Regions from separate parts of the Mus musculus genome. Here region 1 is linked to region 2. Evidence: chromatin contacts called from public HiChIP or PLAC-seq data. All regions are on one chromosome and are shown on one strand. The core of a region is the stretch at or near the end of the contact, and the rest is flanking DNA. Distances in the headings are between cores, read along the strand shown. Region 1 has its middle 54 kb from the start of Gm24981. Region 2 has its middle 15 kb from the start of Gm52123.

Region 1 (5,668 bases), core at 742-3,241, 520 kb before region 2:
GACTGGAGAGCCAATCATTACATTCATTAAAGATTTGAGACTTAGCATTAGCCTCAAAGGACTCCGAGCCCGAAGAATGATAAAGAAAGAAAGACACAGACACATGTGACTTCTGCTACATCCTTCAACCATCTAAACAAATGCACGTGGAAGGTATCAGCCCCATTTCATAGACGACAAGCTGAGGCCTGGAGGCCTTAAGTGTCCACTTCAAGATTAGGTGGTATTGTGGTCAGGATTGTACAATGCTCTGCAGATATACTGAAATCATTAAACTATACGCCCACAGCAAGCAAATTTTGTGCTGTGTGAATTAATATCTTGATAAGCTACTAAAATCAAAATACAACAGAAAGCTAAGGCTGGGAAGGCAGGATGTGGTACGGTGGGAAATTTCAGATCTAACTGATCTGGACTCTGGATTCAGTTTCTCAGGATGTAATAACCAAACACCACACGCTGGGCGTCTTCCACTGATGATGTTTGTGTTCGTGTGTTCTGGAGGCTGTGAGTCTGATACCAGGCTGCTGCCAGCGGGGCTGTTTTCTTTGGCGGCCTTAGGATTTGGCTTGTAGGTGGTCACCTTCCCTTCCTGGTCTTCATGTGGCCATCATGTCTGTGTCCTCATGGTTTTTTTAAGAAGGATACCACTCAAGTGGGACCAGGTTCCTCCAGCCTTTTTTCAATTTTAGCCCACCTTTTCTCACTCAATGTAATTAGGTTATGAGTTACTGAGAGCTCAAGCTTTGGAGAGACATATTTTAGTCCATGATAACCTACAAAAATTATGCTCATTTGCCTTTTTAGTCAATAGAAGACCACTATTATGTTTTTTAAAATCCAGTGTTAAACATTTATGGTTATAATATTATATATACATGTATATTATATCATATATATCATATATATGATATATATAATACAATATGTAATATATCACATAGTATGTGATATATTATATATACTATAAATACCATGATATGATAATAGTAACCATATATATAATATCATATATAGATGATACAATATCAATATCTTATATATGACATCACTATCATTATATATGATAAATATATGATATTTATTCTGGATTTATTAGTGTAGGACCGTCTTTCAGTTTTTGAAACAGGGACCTGTGTAACCTAGGCTGGCCTTGAACCTGCTTTGGAGTGGAGGATGACTTCCAACCCCTGATCCTCCCCTCCCAAGCCCCGGGATTAGACGAGTGCACCACCTCACCCAGTTTTATGTTTTGCCCTAGCAGAAGAGAACTGAGCACATTCTGATTTCTACAGATAAGCATTTGCAAATGGTAATGATTTAAAATAAATAGCTCATCATGCAATCTCTGGATACTCCTCAAATACACTGATGCAGAGCCCAAAAGAGAAAAAGTTGAGTTAAAAAACAATGAAGATGAATTACAAACTAATAACTTTAATATCTGTTAGTCATCTTTATCACTAAGTGATAAGTGAAATAAGAAAGCACCCAAGATGTGTAATATATACGATTGTGGTTGCAGATGTAATGCAATCTCCACTCTTGTCATAGCTTTCCTGATTGTTGCAAATGGACTCGGGCTTGTGCTGAGAGAGGGGGCGTCTGTTTGCTTGTGGAGGGTGGCTTCTCTTCCCAGGTTTTGCTGTGGCTTTTCTTCTGAGTCAGAGAGCAGCCAGTTCACGCAGAAGGAACACACACATGCTGTGTTACCCGAGGGGCTGTACAGAGGACAGAGTTTGCAAGATGTCCAGACAGCACAGGTTAGCTTATTGGCATTCTGATATGTTCAGTTTTGACATCTGAGACATCTGATAGTCCATTTAACTTTCCGGGGCAGGCAAACCTCAGTTTTAGAGATACTTGACCTGGATGCCTGTGGACTCCCATACAATCAGCCCATCAGGGCTTCACAGTCTGAAGCTGCCTGTAGTGTGTCCTAGACTCACCACAGTGCCATGTGGTCTGTGTCATTGACATCTGACCACTGGTGACCAACCTGACCACTGGCCTTGTTTGGGTTGATCAGAGCAAGAAACCCAGACACGAGCCCATTGAATGAAAGCCCAGTGTGTTCTTAAGGAAAATTCCAGGATAATTGGATCTAAATGCTTCCTCCTGTTAACTAACCCTTAGACTTCAAGGACACAGGAGAGCCCCTGTTATCTCTTTACAAATCAGCCACAGATCTTAGAAAGAATTGACTGTCACTCAAGACTGCCCTTAAGTCTGCTTCCTCCCTCAATTACGGAAGCCTTTGCAGAGCCGAGGCCAAATGAGTCTATAAAAAGGACTTATTTACCACTTGGCACTTACCCGCCAGCACTGTGTACTCTCTCTCTGTTTCTCTGGTTCACATTTATTCTCTCCACACCCTGTTTTCCCATCTTTTAAACCAATTAGGGAACTGTAGGTTTGGCCCAAGTACCACAAAAGCTGTTCTTTTTGAGCACTGAATTTTTCAGTCAACAAGGAGAGGCCAGCCAAGATCCCTTTATCTCAAAGACAAACAAAAGCAGCTAATGAGGGAGGTGGGAGGGCTGGAGGTGGTGCATTCTGGAAGCTTTACTCATTCTTTGGAGGAGATAGCATGATTTTATGCAAATTGGGATTCTATGCACTGGATCGGCTCAGCCAAGAATCTTGCTAACTTACAGCTCTGCCCCACTGGATGGCAACAGAGAGCTATCTATGCCTTGGTCTCTGTAGTTGGAATATCTTTCCCTCTTGCTGAAGGGGAATGAATCTTTCTAGTGGAACAATACTAAGAATTTTGCCCAAGAAGAACTGATTCTTGCCTCAGTTCTCCTTTTGCAAAGTTAGCCTATGTTTCATATTCAACATGCTTGTATTTTTTTAATTTATTTATCAGGACAATGAGCTTGACACATATGACTGGTGCATTGAATTCATAGGTTCCACATCCTCATATCCAGCCAGCAGAAGATTGGGACTATTAAAAAAAATCTGTATATATGCTCAACACATACAGATTTTTTTTTTACCTTGTCATCTTTGCCTAAAGAGCATGGGACCATAGCTACTTGCATAACATTTCCATTGTGTTGGTAGGTGTTAGAAATAATCTGGAGATGCGTTACTCTACATGAAGGTTGCACAGAGGTGATGCACAGATGCTACACCATTTTATAGAGGAATTTCAGCATCAACAGATTTGGGTGTTTGGGTGTCCAGGGATCAGTTTCTGTGGATACCAAAGGATGACAGCACTGTATTGTGTTTCCCAAGAAAACCACAAAGCCAAATTTCCTCTTCTTTCTTTTAATGATATGTATTGCTTTGAAAATACCCCACCCCCACCCTCAGTAGCTGCACTAGCTGGGTATGAAATTGAAGGCAACAGTAAGACTTGGCTTTGGTCAGATTTCATGCTGAGTCTCCCACTCGGAGCAAGTCACTGACTGGTCTGAGCAACCAGAGGAGAGCATGATGTTGATGGGGCTGGGCAGTGGAAGGGAGGAACAGCGGTGCTCACGTGGCTTTCCACACAATGGGAGAAGAAACCTGCCATATCCACTCAACACCATAGCCTGGGAAAGCTGGTGCTCTCCAGGACTCAGCAGTTGACACTGTTTAAAAGTTCAAACGATTGGTGAGGAGATATGGAGCAAAGAAGAGAGACCAGGAAACGGGACTTCTGTCGTAGCCATAATGCTACCAGAAGAGCCAAGAGTGCCCTTTGAGTTCACTGTGCAAAGAGCAGCCTGTTGCAAACTTGCCTGGCATGAGGGAGAGAAGGGGAAAGAGAACTCGGGGGAACAAGGAGACCAGAAAGAAGAGGAGAAAGAAGGGTGGGGCTGGAAGATGACAGAAAGTCACGATGAAGGTCACCCACCCTGGCTAGAAGCCCAGAACCTCAGGTCCAGGGCCATCTGCTTGGCTCCCTGCTTGAGTACCCTCAATCCCTAGTTGAGTGCAGGGCACGGGCAGAGCTAGATGATAACCATTGGTAAGTTCAGAGGTCCTTGGGCTGACCCTTGAGAGGAAATCCTTGTGGCTGATGGATATGTAGCCCGGGAAGTCTCTTTGAGGACTTAGAAATCCCCAAACACCTCCTCTCGTCTCTGCCTAGCTGAGAGTTGGAGCAGGGCTGTACAGGATTCCAAAACCACTTCACCCAGGATCAGCTGATGACTGTTCACGCCTGTGGCCCGAGGCTCTACAGAGGGGTCCAGGCCAGCGCAGAGCCTGTCTGGCCTAGGAAGCAGTCCTGGCAGAACCAGGAGGAAGAAAGACAAAGACCCTGAATACTGCAGTGGGAGACTTCAGAAGATACAACTGGGAGGTCCAAAGAAGTCAGAACTGAGGAGTGGACTTCTCTGGGGATGTCTTTTGAATTGAATCAAGTAGTATCAGTTCGTATTTACATAACCTTATATAACAAGCCAAACAAAAGAAGATACTTCGGGGCCAAGAGCATATTGAAAAGACAAGAGAGGGAACTTCTCAGGAGAGAAGACAGAATTCAGGGCTATCTTTGGATTAAATAAGAAACTGCTTGTATATTTAAAGCCATTCCACACTCATTTATTGCGTTTGAAAACAGTTCCCGGATGGCAGCGTTGGGGACACGAGCTGTTTCTGAGCCCATTTTCGGCTTCTCGTTTGTCTAATGAGCGATTTGAGCTTTTGCTTCGGTACCCAGAAAAGATAACACTGTACGCCGGTATAGGACATGGCACAGTCCCAAGCATCACTATGCCTGTCTGACCCAGGCAACTACTACCCTGTCAGGAGGGCTCGGCTCACATTTCTGACTCTCCAAGTGCAGATATTTCAGAAAGTGCAAGGTGACTTAACCAGAGTCACACTTGCATATAGATGCCCCAGTATAGGGGAATCAAGGGCAGGGAGGTGGAAGTGGGTGGGTGGGTGGAGGAACACCCTCATAGAAGCAAGGGGAGGGAGGATGTGTTAGGGTGTTTCTGGGAAAGAGGGATACCAGGAAAGGGGATAACATTTGAAATGTAAATAAAGAAAATATCCAATAAAAAAAAAGAAAGGCCTCGAGACTCTAAGCCTAGTGTCTATTTCACACAGTTCAACGATCGTTTCTGCATAATTTACAGGCTCAGGTATCCATAAGCTGCTTTAGTAAATATTTATTTTTACCTTTTAGCATTGTCATTATCCTCTGCCTCCCTTTATAAAGCAACACCATAGCTCAGCATCAGAGACATGTCATAATGTCCTTTGCATCCATGGCAGTGTGTGAGAAGATTCCAGGGTAGAGGGATGGAGTAGGAGAATTGGAACTCCTTTCTACCTTTCCAGGACTGCAGCAAGCCCTTGACTTTGATCCTGGTCGCAGCTCACTACTCTCCTCTCCCTGTAGTTTGTGCATGTAAGGTATCTTCAGGAGACTAGGCAACTAGGCAACATACTACAAGGATTATTATTATTATTATTATTATTATTATTATTTCTTCTTCTTCTTCTTCTTCTTCTTCTTCTTCTTCTTCCTCTTCCTCTTCTTCCCCTTCCTCTCCTCCTCCTCCTCCTCTTCCCCCCTTTTCCTCTCTTCCTCTCTTCCTTCTCTTCCCCCTTATCTCCCCCCTCCCACCTTGAGACAGGGTCTCATATATCCAGGCCGGCTGCTAACTTACTATATAGTTGAGGATGATGACCTTGAACTTCTGAACCTTTT
Region 2 (5,614 bases), core at 1,373-3,872:
AGACCAGGCTAGCCTCGAACTCAGAAATCCGCCTGCCTCTGCCTCCCAAGTGCTGGGATTAAAGGCATGCGCCACCACCACCCGGCCCTCATCTTGAGCCTTTGTATGCTACCATACCCAGTTTATGCTGTGCTGGGGAAGGAACCCAGGGCTTCCAGCACCCTAGGGAAGCATGCCACCCACTGAGCTACACCTCCAACCCTGATTTTTATCTTTTGAATCCTGAGATTTTTCTATTCACCTCTCACTGTGTCCCTTGAGGGACAGGGGGACAAGGTCCCACTATGTAGGCCTGGCTGGCCAGGAACTCACCAAGTAAAGCCGACTGTCCTTGGCTCATGGGCAATCTTCCTGCCTCTGTCTGGAAAGCGCTGGGAATCACAGGTGTTCCACGTCATGTTCAACTAACACTACTGGTCAAACTACTACAGCTACTAAAAATCTAAAAAGAACACACAAACTTTTAGAAATAGCCATTTTCAGACCTCCTAAAGTAAGATTAGAAGTCAAATATGCAAACAAGCTTGTCCATATCAAAACAGACCAACTGCTACTGTGCTGCCTAAGCTATAACACACTTTCTTCTTTTGGTAACTTTTACTTTTGCATTGGCTTGGTGTGTGTGTGTGTGTGTGTGTGTGGCCGTGTAGGGGGACCAGAGGACAACTTGCAAGGGTCTGTTCACTTCTGGCACCTTGTGGGTCTTCCCACACAGAACTCAGATGTTCGGGCCTGGCAGCACACACCTCTACCCACTGAGCCATCTTGCAAGCACACCACAATAGTATTTTCAAAAGTTTTATTTTTTTAATTTATTTTTTGAGACAAAGTCTCCCTATACAGATCTGGTTGGCCTGGAACTCCCTATGCAGACCAACCTGTCCAGTTCATAGAGATCTACCTGCTTTTGCCTCCCAAACACTGGGATTAATTAAAATCATACACCACCATACTGCATCCGTCTCTATCTCAGAAAAGAAAAGGCAGATTAAAAAGATATAATAAATATATAATTATCTCCTTATCATCTGTCCTTGTTCCCGGTGCAATATCTATGTATTTGTAAGTACCGAGTATCTTAAAATTGGTTCTACTTGTGTGTCAGCAGGAAAGAGAATCTGCTTAAACCAGGACTCCCAGGTGCCTAAAGTTCACTCCTGGCTGCCTGGACCTTTCTTCCCCCCCCCCCCCCCCCAAGACTGGGTTTCTCTGTATAGCCCTGGCTGTCCTGGAACTCACTCTGTAGACCAGGCTGGCCTCAAACTCAGAAATCCGCCTGCCTCTGCCTCCCAAGTGCTGGGATTAAAGGCGTGCGCCACCACCACCGGGATGCCTAGACCTTTCTTAGCGGTCATGAGCAGCATACACTTTCTGGGCATGAGAACAATCTTACTACTTTGATATTTTAATTTTGCCCCAGCCCCACCCCTACTGAGAACACCCTCCTCCTGTAAAAACGTGATCATGGTATTCTCCTGGAAGGCAGAGGTAAACAAGCAGTTACCAGGAACCCTGGCACTGCAAAGAACAATCAGACGTATCAGAGACGGAAAAGTGCCTATCACCACAGATTTCCTTTGGGGTTGAAGTTTTGCCTTTTATGCCCCCAAGTGATCAAAATTCTGTATGGACTTGAATGTCCCAGCATGTGCGTAGAGGCCAGAAGACAGCTTGCAAGAGTCAGGTCACTCCTTTTACCATGTAGGTCCTCTTAGGTTTTGACCTCTGGTCATCAGACTTGGCAGCGTGTGCCTTTACCTGCTCAACCACGTCAGCAGCCCCAGGTTTTATTTTGGGTTGGTTTTTTTCCAGTGCTTTTTTTTTTTTTTTTTTTTTTTTCTGTCCTCCTCACCAAGATATTCCTAATGTCACAGGTACCTGAGGCTGTGACAGGCAATCAAGTGTAGACTAATTCTAGGCAATGAGCAATCTCTATGACTCGGTGACTTCCCTCCCCAGCTCTGGCCTCTTAAATGCTACCCTGAGAAAACAAAAGTCTTATTTCTCTGGGAAAGACAAATTTATAAGGCTGTTCTCTTGGAATTTATCCCTATCCAGAACACGCTGACATAGAAGTGATAACAGTTAAATTTAGAAAGTTCCTTCTCAAACCAAAGAATGCTCAAGCTGAGAGGAAAAATAGAGCCTGCGCAGGCCCGGTCTTTCGTTCCTTCTTTCCACAGCAAAGGAAATAGAAGCCTGGCAAGGTCAGCTGGGCTGTCCAAGGCCACATGGGAAAACATGCTGCTTTCTTCACAACTGGCCAGTAAATGTCTACGGTGTGTCCAGCACGTCCTGCACCAGGGTGTCAGCGAGAAAGGGTTCAGGCCAGAATGTGAGCCAGGCTAGAATTCAAGCTCTGGGCTGCCCCTCCCCCTCCATGCAAGGGTGTAAAGGCTCTCATGCTCTCTCTCTCTCTCTCTCTCTCTCTCTCTCTCTCTCTCTCTCTCCAAGACCTCTGGCCTAATCTCCTCAGAGAATTACCATTCAGACTGAGAAAAATTAGAGAATTCTCTGGAAAGAGCATCGTTTATCCTTGGTTCCTTCTGGAGGGAGTGAATAGAAGGACATTTGGGGAAGAGCCAAGGACATGACTGTGTCTTTACTCACAGAGATGATGCCACTGCCCTGAGCCTAAGGGCCCTGGGTCCATTAACTACACAGACAGTCCTCCTATGATCTTGTACCAACCCGAGAATCAAGAGGAAGCCCAGGGCCTGAACACTGTGGCCATGGAATATAATGCCATGAGAGCCCAGACAGACTTGGCCAGCCTACTGGAGGGTCCCACTGAGATTTTTGTTGCTGCAGGAGTGAACTCAAGGATTGAAGCATCAAACCAACACTGACTCCAGGTAGTCAGGCCCAGTGCCCAGTGTCTTTACCTCTCCAGCAACCTCTCCAGCCTCTATTTTTGGGTTTTGTCAATAGGGTCTCATGTATCCCAGGCTGGTCTCAAACTTACAATGGAGCTAAAAATGACCTTGAACTTCTGATCTGCTCCTTCTCCCTCCGGACTGCTGCGACTGTCAGCATGCACCACCATTCCCAGCTTCGGTATTTATTTTAGCTGCATGATTTCACAGGAACAGTGTGAAGTAAAATGACATGAGTCACAAAAGCCTTTCTGGAGGAGAAATCCCAGAATACCAGCAATGACAGGGGAAGCAAAAAAAAAACCCTCAAAAACATGTAACTATGCCAGCTGGGAGCGACTACACATGCCTGTAACCCCCAGCACACAGGATGTTGAAGCAGGAAGATCAGAAGTTCATGTCCAGCTTCAACTAAATAGTGATCCTGAGGCCAGCCTGTGCTACATAAAGCCCCCATCTTAAAGTGGGGGTGGGGGTGGGGAGAAAACAAATATTAAAGGAGGTGAGGCTTTTAGGCAATATTTTCCCCCAAATTTCTGTTAGTATGTATGTGAAACGAGCCTCTATAATTCCCAGAAAGGAACCTTGAATTGTGTGTAGAATATAAAACTTTGCCTACAAAGGCTGAAATGAACATTTCCAAAGATCTTGAAGAGGACCCATTCTTTCCATCCACTATGTGATTACCCGGGATTGACCTCAAGTCATGAGGCACAGCAGCAAAGCACCTTTACCTACTGAGCTATCTCACCGGGCCCTTTGTTTGTCAACCGTAACTTGTTTGTCACCGTAACTGAGCATTTCAGAGCTTCTGCTTTGCTATTCAAACCTTTCCTCCCATGTAAATTAACTCCTTCTGCTTCATTTACCTTTTGAAAGCCCTCCTCCATTCCAGCCTTGCGGTGGCAAGACAGAAGCCTGTGGTTATACACACTGGCACTCTCAGCACCTAGGAGGTGAGGTGGCAGAAGGATAGAGGGTGTGAGAGCAGCCTGGGCTACATAGTGTCAGCAAGTTCAAAGGCAGCCCGAGTTACGCGGCAACATCTAAGAAATGAAAGATAAGATAAAACAAGAAGTCCACAAGGGTGACCCAGGGAGTCAGGACACCAATGCCAAACCTGACAAGCTGACTAGAGCCTGGGACCCACCTGGCAGAAGGAGAGGACTGACTTCTGTAAGTCATCCTCTGACCTCCACAGTGGGTGCATGCATATATGTGTATGCATACACACACACACACACACACACACACACACACACACACACACGCACACGCACACGCACACGTACACGCATGTGCACATATACCGGCAGATATACACACAATTTAAATTATAAATATATATTTATGTCAAAATATATATTATAAATATATATAAAGTATATATATACTGAATAACTAAATATTAATGTGACAAAAAGATTAAAATAAGAACAATGGTGGTGTCTCCCAGTAGTAAAACCTTGTCTATTGTGTATGAGACCCTGAGTTCAGTCCCTAGCATGAAAAAATAAAATGTAAAAGCCTCAAACTAAATTCATTGAAAATCTTGTTTAATGTACAGTTTGATTTTCAAAATAATTTTAGGCACATACTATTAATCTTTAGCATAACAAAGTACTCATGAGATTTTTATAATTAAGGTACCAATAGGGCATTGGTTTAAAAATAAATAAATAAATAAATAAAATCCAGGTTTTTAAAATATTGTGAAAATTTTCAGGCATTAGCAAAATATTATAATGGGCCCTCATTTTCCTACTCATATTATTTTAACTAGTTTAAGGTAACTTGGCATACATGGAAAAACACAGATTTTATTTTTCTTTTCCCTTTCTCTCTCTGTTCATTGCTGTTTCTTTCAGTATTAGAGACTGAACCCTGGGCCTGAATCAAGCTAGGCGAAGCGAGAGGCTCTCTACAACTGAGCTGCATCCCAACTGACCTTTTTTTGTTTTGTTTTGTTTTTTTAAATCTTTTTAATCTTTTTAAATTTATAGCTTTCCATCTTTGTAGCAGAAGTCTGGCTCCATGGCCTTCTGAATGGAAAGGCCACTGAGTGATGAGTTCCTACCTCCCTTGTCTGAGTCACTCTCCCCCCCCCCCCCCCCCCGAGAGATCTATCCTTAAAAGGCTCTCACTTCCCTAAGCTGGGGGAGAAAAAAAAAAGTAAGCTTGCTTCCTCCCATTGGCAGGAGATGAATCAGCACAAAAGGAAATTGTCCTTGCCCAAGCTCATCTGATCCCCTGGGCTGGGTGTGTGTGGTATCGAGTGAGCGATGGGGAGGGAGTTGGTATCTTCTCGGGAACCACTCTGAGAGGTGAACAATGCCATGCATGCTGACTGGCCTGTGAGGTTAGAACTGTTGACACACACCTTGCCAATTAGAATTGTCCCAACCTGTAGGGAAAGCTCAGCTACTTCCAGATAATCAACAGGGCAAGTAGGGAAACTGCCCATGCCTAGGTGGCTTCAAATACACAAGGTCAGAGGATTGTTTAACTGTGACACGCAGCGTGCACTTGAGTGACACACCAGCTCCCGGAAAAGCTGGAACACTCATCTCAACTGAAGTGGCTTTCAGGGAAGAGCTTTGAAGGCCACAAGAAGTCCCAGTACCAGGATGTACAAAGAGTCATCCGTGGCTGGACCCTAACGATCCGGCTGAGCCCACTGAAGTTGTCTCAGCTCTAGCCGAGGTGCTGCCCTTAAGTAATCTCTGCAGACCCTCTGT

Evidence for each region. HiChIP or PLAC-seq counts read pairs in DNA pulled down with a chosen protein or histone mark.
Region 1: a contact with region 2 is called in an HNF4G HiChIP or PLAC-seq map of pancreatic cancer cells. The contact joins two enhancer-like sites. A contact is called at or near these places in 1 of 484 Hi-C or Micro-C datasets (cortical neurons) and 2 of 115 datasets of contacts at active chromatin or transcription factors (embryonic basal ganglia and pancreatic cancer cells).

Annotation. Positions count from the first base shown.
Region 1 is chr14:67,617,979-67,623,646 of GRCm38.p6, reverse strand. No RefSeq gene overlaps it. Among named protein-coding and RNA genes, the nearest start is that of Gm24981, 54 kb to the right of the region's middle. Within about 2 kb of position 1,991, at least 28 of the 459 cell types and tissues checked have an H3K27ac peak or open chromatin away from gene starts, as enhancers often do. A contact at or near this core is called in pancreatic cancer cells, where this site is marked.
Region 2 is chr14:67,097,844-67,103,457 of GRCm38.p6, reverse strand. No RefSeq gene overlaps it. Among named protein-coding and RNA genes, the nearest start is that of Gm52123, 15 kb to the right of the region's middle. Within about 2 kb of position 2,622, at least 69 of the 459 cell types and tissues checked have an H3K27ac peak or open chromatin away from gene starts, as enhancers often do. A contact at or near this core is called in pancreatic cancer cells, where this site is marked.